Linked DNA regions of Hordeum vulgare: region 1 is linked to region 2. A link is a contact called in public Hi-C data. All regions are on one chromosome and are shown on one strand. Each heading gives the region's core, a stretch centred on a gene start, on an enhancer-like site or on the middle of the called end of the contact. The rest is flanking DNA. Distances are from core to core; before and after follow the strand shown.

Region 1 (3,635 bases), core at 1,010-3,509, 55 kb after region 2:
CAGGCCGACCTCTTCGTGGTAAGCCGACTACCTGAGGACCCCTAAATTCCGGACGCCCTCACCGTTCCTGGGACAGAATGGCAAAAAGTTATGCGATGCCGAATTTGAGGAACAACTCCAAACTGACTACAACATGCGGCATGACCTAGGTGTCGAGGTCAATTTGAGAAGCGGTCCGACCAAAGTCTTCGGCCCTCTCGTCTCCCCCTCTGGCGGCCTAGTTTGTTCATCCGTTGATGCGGAACGACGGCGGCTTGGTGGCACAGAACTGGGAGCGATGGTCCTTGGTGGACTTGAAGCTCGACGGATGGACAACCTCCTGGAGGAAACATATGGTTACTTGTGTTGCTTCCGCGGGCATGTGTTGCTCAACCGTGGCGACCCTTCCTGCCGCTTGGAGCGGCTGCTCCTGGCCATGGCTCCTGGTGCTTGGAGCGGCTACTCCCAACTGCGGCCAACGTCGCATGAACGCGACTCCCGATGCTTGGAGTGGATTTTTCCGATGGCTTACGAGGTTGTGGGGTCGTGGGAGCGAACGGTTCCATGTGGTCCGCTCGAATTGAAGAAATCACTTGGGACGACATAATCAAGGAATATGTCATTCTCTGGAATTAGGTGGTTTCGATTTCTTCGACCATCCAAACATCCGAATGGGTTCTGGGAACGGAACCGACCCATACCGTTTCACTTGATGACATAAAGCAAACATACCCTTCGACGATCACCTTGGCAGGTGAGCAAACTCTCCCTATCCGGCTATAACCACAGACCTTTGACACATGAATCGCAAACATCATAAAGGTGCACCACCGAAAACACACCCAAAAAGACATCAGCCAGCACAACTATAAAAGAAGAGAATCATCCAGCAAGCAGCCACAAAATAGCTTCTTTGTGGCTCCACTCTTGTTGCCTCTGCTCACGAATGATCTCCCTTCAAGGATGTTGGAACCATGTTTAACAGGGGAATTAAAATGTTTTGATTGTTGAGTACTGGTCGCGCTTCTTAGTCCATCCCTAAAGGTATTGGTTCCTTTTCCGGAAATCCCTTTTGGAGCTGGGCCTCCAATGAGGCCTCCAAATTCAACTTTGAAACTTTATCAAAATTCATATTTTTACATTTTAAAAAATCTGAAAAAAATACAGATATACATGAAGATACAACATACATGTGTGTAAATTTTCAGTTTAAAATACATTGAAATGAGGGCTATGCAAAAAAGATAAATCTAGGGTTGTTTAACACATGATACTATTCATCCTCCGATGCCATAAATTTGTCTTTTTCATACAGGTTGCAACTCAAGGTATTTCATCATGAATTTTTACATACATGTGGGTTACATCCTTACATACATGCATATTTTTTTCAGAAATTTTTTAAACCATAAAAAATTGAATTTAAATTTTTCAAAAATAAAGGCCTTCATGGAGCTAGGCCTCCAAAACGCCTCTCTCTTCCTTTTCTTGCTACAAACTTTCATTAGGTTACGTGGAAGAGAAAATAAACATTCAAACTAAAATAAAATAAACTAAAATAAAATAGAGCACAGCATTACCATTTGATTCATCTCGTTTTTTGTCGTGAGACGTGAGGAGCACAAATACCAGGCAGGAACTGAAAATGCGTTGAACAGGGGGATGGGGGCATGCACGCGTGGTATGGTGGTCAAACGAACGCATCGATGAAAATACCGATTTCGTTTTGTGGAGTCAGTCCAGAACGCTTCCGCCCCCCCCCCCCCCCCCCCCACCACCACACGCTCTCTTCATTCAGTGGCGCACCACTCTCCCTCCCTCCCTCCACGAACAGAAGCGATTCTACTTACGGCAGCGATTTCTTTTCCGAAAAAAGAAGAAGAAATGTGCTGTGTTTCGTTTGTCAAAGAGGACCCAAAGGCGCGATCGCTTCTTGGGGTCGAGAAAAGATATGATCATATGACACACTTTTCCAGGCATGTCATGTGGACGGCTTACCGTGCAAGCCACTGTTCCCTCACCGCTGGTTGTGTTGTGTTCCCGTTGCATCCCTCAACTCATGTAAGTGCAGGGAGAAAGCAGGGCTTCGGCTTTGCGCCAAATAGTAACACGGTTAGGTTAGGATTAGGTTCGGGCTGGCCATGTGCATGTGCATGTGCATGATTCCCCAAATTCAGCCACCGCCGAACACCAGCCGCGATGGACGCAATAATCAGACTGGAGAGCTTCCGCATATAACTGAACTAAACTAAACTAAACTAGTAGTCCTACTTAAACTAAATCAAGCTCATCAGCACCGTCTCTGTCAGCTCAGTCTTTGCTGAATCGAACCTAGCTGTTATTATTCCTTCCCAACAAGGTGGCAGCTCACCTCCCTCCCCTCGCCTTAACTCCCGTCTCTCTCTCCCTCCCTCTCTCCAGCCTAGCGTTTTCTTGCTCCGTAAAGCTGAAAACTGCTCCAGGTCCAAGAAAAAAGCCACCTTTATCTCCCCCCTTTCCTTGCCGGCTCGCTCCGGACGGCGGTGACGGTGGTGGGCTCTGCCTCTTCTTGAGGCGCTTCTCCGGAGCATTTGCTGGCCCGGCTCGGGGCTGCTCGGACCCCGGAGGCTGTGGGAGCGGTTGGCGGCGGAGGGGCGTCGATCTCGGCCGGATCTCGGCGAATGCCCGCCGCGGGGCGCTCCGGTGGACCGGGGCAGGTGCGTGCGTCTCGCGGATCCAGCTTCTTCTTTCTTGTGTGTTTTCACGAGCGTGCTGTTCTTGTCGGCCTTCTTCATTTCTGTTGCTGTTTCTTCTTTCTTTCCCCTCCGGATTAATAGCGGTGTGGTTTTTTTTTACCATCTACTCCGTATTAGGAAAGGAAAATCTGTAGGAGTGCTGCTCTTTTCGCTCTGATTTGAAGCTGGCCATGGAAATGCCTTCAACCTCACAAATGGAAGAGTAACGAGATAGTAGAATGCAAGATGCAATCTCCTAGTCGTAGTAGGTAAAAAGGAAAATATATGGAGCAGAAACTCTGAATATTCACATATTCCTCATTATTTTATACGGAGTAGAATAAATTCGGCGCTTGTTGCCAACATCAAGCAGCAACGGTGGTCTGGTCCATACCTCCTCTCAACCTCTCACACCGTCATCTTCTCCCAAATCGGCGCCGCCGAGCACTTACGTACCCCCTGTCTTGGCTGGCGCCGCCCAGCACGCCTCGAGGCTACCATCCAGCATTGGGGAGATACTATTCCCACCTAGACTGATGTCTTCTTGTTAACGAACCCCCGTTGGTCTTGGTCTTTCTCGCTGTGAGCAAACAAATCCAGTTCTTCATTCTGGGAAGTGTGAAGAACGCCTCCATAGTTAGGGTTCGGTTTGCCTTTTTTTTTTAATTGCTTCGTCCTGATCTCAGTGGGGGTCCTATGGTGTGATCCCATGGGCTTAGGACTAGTTCGGTTCGGCATGCGAGTGGATGCCTCTTTTGGCGCTGTTCTGTATATCTGATGTTCTTGCCTTACTATCCGTTATACTTCCTCTGTACCTAGATAATTGTAGTTGCCAGTGTCCTTGTGCTTTACTAATTCCTGAATGTTTCTGCATCCATCTTTGATAAGCTTATTAGAGGATAATAGCTTGAAATTGTACATGCCATCTCAAACATTGTGCAC
Region 2 (3,993 bases), core at 1,471-3,970:
ACAAATTTGCCACGTGCAACCCTAAACCTCTACTTCGTAGTTCTTCCTCTAGATCGGTTTTCTGCGGAGCTCGGGCGGAGCCCTGCAGGAATAGATCATCACCATCACCGGCGCGTCGTCACGCTGCGAGAGAACTCATCTACTTCTCCGTCTCTCTTGCTGGATCAAGAAGGCGGAGATCATCATCGAGTTGTATGTGTGCTGAACGCGGAGGTGCCGTCTATTCGGTGCTAGATCGGGACGGATCGTGGGACGACGGTGATTTGAATCACGAAGCTCTTCCACTACATCAACCGTGTTTTTTAACGCTTCCCGCTTAGCGATCTACAAGGGTATGTGGATCTGATCTCCCTCTCGTAGATGAACATCACCATGATAGGTCTTCGTGTGCGTAGGAAATTTTTTGTTTCTCATGCAACGTTCCCCAACAGTTGCAAGCGTCATTATCGATGATTAGGTGAGCCATCGATCCTTTGGCGATCCCACAACGGAACTCTTAATGAAAGAACCAATGTGGGTGTCAAAACCGGCGGATCTCGGGTAGGGGTCCCGAGTTGTGGACCTTGGATCAATGGGGAACATGATACATAGGGACAATATTTACCTAGGTTCGGGTCCTCTCGAAGAGGTAAAATCCTACGTCCTGCTTGATTATATTGATGTGTATGATGATTATAGAGTCGATCTACCACGAGATCAGATGAACTAAATCCTAGATGAGTAGGGTGATGGTTCCTCTTTACTACGAATTAAACCCTCTGGTTTATATAGACGCCAAGGGTACCTATGGTTATAGATGGTGGGTTGCCATCAGGGAATCAACATGCCGATTGTGCCATCTTGGCTTGGAGTACACACGAAAGCACCGGAGGTTTCCTTCTTGAACATGGAGTTGCCTTATAGCTCGGCCTTCAAGTAACAGTCGCACAACGGCCCACCTGTCCGGCCCATAAGAGATAGACCGGTGGCCCGAGGATCCCTTAGTCTCACACTCCCTCACACGCCATGCGACGCGAGCCACCGCGATCCATAGTGTTGTGCACGTGCTGCTGCGGTGTTGAATGCATGATCTCCACCCATGTCAGCGAGAGACGTCACGAGCGTCGCTCTGTTGAGCCATGGTGTCACATGCGCGAGTGCCGCCATGCGTGCTAGTCCAACATTGCATCGGCCATCTCATCATCCTAACTTTTGTCTCCTATTGTTGTCGAACAAGTCCAGCTTTATCATACTAGCCTTTGGCGTCGCCGTTGTTGCCGCCGGCAAAGGAGGTGGGCATCGTGATCTCACGAGGATAACACTGTGACATCGAGATCCAGCCAGTGCTAGTTCTTGTTGCAGTCGTTCCCATAGTTCCGACCGCCGCAACTTGGCACCTTGTGTTTGCCGTCGCCTTCATATCTCGGCTCCTGGTCCGCGGAACCTAGCGAATCCGTGTGTGCTTTTTTTCAATGTGTAATCCTGCATGAGGGGAGGTGGGAATTATAAGGTGTGCCGGTTTATATGGTGGGGAAAGAAAGATAGTTTGTATCTCGTTTCGTTTTCGATCCGTGACATGCAAGACGTGAGGATCGTCACGTGAAAGGCGTGGAGAAAAAACTGAGGGGTGGTATGATGAATTGCGGGTTGATATGCTGCTTTTGAGGAGGGCTAAAACACAAAATAGCATAACAGATTAAGAATACTTGTTTTTTGTTAGTAAAGGTATAGATAGTACTGAAGAAATTTAAACGAGTTTGCCAACCTTCTGCATTTTAGAAAATAGAAAGAAAAGCAAACCAATATGTGGTTGGATGGTTAGAGAAACAGTGTCATCCCTAGCTCATCAATGTTTAAGTCCTGATGTTTACATTACTTCTGTTTTATTTCAGGATTTTCTGACGATATGATTTCATTGGCACGAGACATTTTCGTCGAAGACGAGACACGTACGGTGACTTCATAAATCTTAAGATGATATGTCAGTTCAGTCTCTCGAAGGTGCTTATAAGATGTCTTTATATGCATTCATAGGAATAAGTATATGCGGATGTATATAAGCGCTTGTGTTTATATTGTGTTAAAAAAACTTATGGGTTGCAGTTTGCGGGGCGATCGGGCAAGGAAAGCAAACGTGGGATGTTCTACGCATGGGGGTTCGTACAGGTACAGACGTACAGTGCCTGCCGTTTCGCCCTGTCGCATCGCATTATTTTTGTCTCTGCAGTAGCGGTCCCGCGGCGAGTGCGGCACAGTTCGCTCCGCGACTTTTTGCCGTCCGGCACCACGATTCGTTCGATTTTATATGTGTCAACTTGCGATCTCCTTTTGCTTTGAAATTTATTTTCGTTTCGGTCTACCCACCACGAGAAGATATGTAGCGCCAAGCACAAGACATGTCCTAGGCCAGATCGTGCAAAGGTGCAGCAAAAATAAGAAGCTTCAGAATCTGAATGGGATTCTAGAAGAGTCTAGAACAGTTAGCTTGAGCTGGACGACCAGGCGGGATTATACACCGTTTGTCAGCTATATCTTTCAGTCCAACACAAAGCGATTGGTTATATTTTCAGCCATGTCTCCCTGCCAACCATCCGCCGCTACAGTAACATACATTGTCTTCACCGTAAATTGCTCTCGGAGAAGAGAGAAAAGGCCAACCTGAGGTTTGCTCAAGACGACACGACACGGTTTGTGACTGTCGGGTTGCGAAACCGCGTCCATTATATGGGTGGCCGTGGTACACCACTAGGCCGCTGCCGGTCGTTCGCTCCGTGTTATTCCCAGCTGGTTTCTCTTGGCGCCGCGCGCAGCTCAGCTCATCTCGCTTTCGGTTGGCAGCAAAATACAGCAACTCGTTTCTTTTTCGTGCGCGTCTTTTATGGATTCTTTCACGACGGTGACGGCAGTGCCACGCCCATGCACAGCTAGTGGGTGCTACACGAAACGAGTTGGCAGAGTGGGCAGCTATGCTAAGGGCACCTTCGACTCGCATGACTGTAAAAACACAGAAATAGGAAAAACGCGGGGTTAGAATGTCATGCACACCGGATTTCTACAAGATTTGAGTTTGTTTGATTGTATCACGGAAAAGACAAAGGATTCGCGGCACTAGCTAGCGGAACTCGCCGTAGAACTTCCGCCTCATGGTGATACGACCGCTGTCAGGTCCGTACTACCGATCATAATAGGTAGTACCGCTCCAGGCAGCGGTACTACCATTTATATCTTTTCTCGTGGGGCTGAGGCAACGCTTCATGAAAAGGATGAATACCAAAATGTTATATCTTTCGCATATGAACTCTGAATTAAGCAAACTCAATCTAGTTGGATTCAGGACGAGAAGAACTGTCCAACGGCAAATGGTTATAATAAGAAGAGCCAGTATAAAAATGCTAATGATATAGAGATGTGAAATCTCTACAAGTGAAGAACCGACAAAAACTCCAAGATCGAAAACATCACAGAAGATGCATATGGACTCCGTTTTTGATGAACTAGAGCTTGTCATAAAGATGACCATAAGCTCGAAACTCGCAAAGAGAAACACCAAACAAGAACCAAAAAAGATGATGCAAGGATGCCAATGGTTTAAGCTCTCAATAAACGATACGATCAAGCTACTCACTTGAGACCCCCTTGATTGCACGACAATCTATCTTGTAACGTACTCTCTCAACTATCATTGTGAGACCGGTAAAATAGAAAACCTATCAAGGGCAAACTTATACCTTGCATAAAGTCCACGTGAGCTAGACGTTGAAGATATTGACTCCCTCAAGATGGACCACCTTTCTTGATTGTGTTGGCTCGGTGAAGACTAGTTGATTGCTCCCCTATACTCATTATGGGTGAGTCACTCTTTAGCACATCTTCACAAATCCATTGCCACCATAATGGACGGCAAGCTTCAAACATGATCTCTTCGTGATGCTCCATTTGAACTTGCACAACGCAATCTTGATGACGATCACCACTTGTTCTCATCCTCCATGGGTCATATGAGATCTCCCTCTT

The links. A called contact is a pair of places that touch in the nucleus more often than the background predicts.
Region 1: a Hi-C map of seedling shows a contact between it and region 2, with 2.4 times the contacts expected there. The contact joins the promoter of LOC123413286 here to the enhancer-like site in region 2. A contact is called at or near these places in 3 of 6 Hi-C or Micro-C datasets (leaf and seedling).

What each region holds. Positions count from the first base shown.
Region 1 is chr7H:469,300,885-469,304,519 of MorexV3_pseudomolecules_assembly, forward strand. It overlaps LOC123413286 (receptor-like protein kinase HERK 1), which reads left to right and starts at 2,260. Exons shown (of 2, transcript XM_045106226.1): 1 at 2,260-2,675. The coding sequence starts at 2,640.
Region 2 is chr7H:469,245,196-469,249,188 of MorexV3_pseudomolecules_assembly, forward strand. No RefSeq gene overlaps it. Among protein-coding and RNA genes, the nearest start is that of LOC123413286, 56 kb to the right of the region's middle. Within about 2 kb of position 2,721, at least 3 of the 3 cell types and tissues checked have open chromatin away from gene starts, as enhancers often do. A contact at or near this core is called in leaf and seedling, where this site is marked.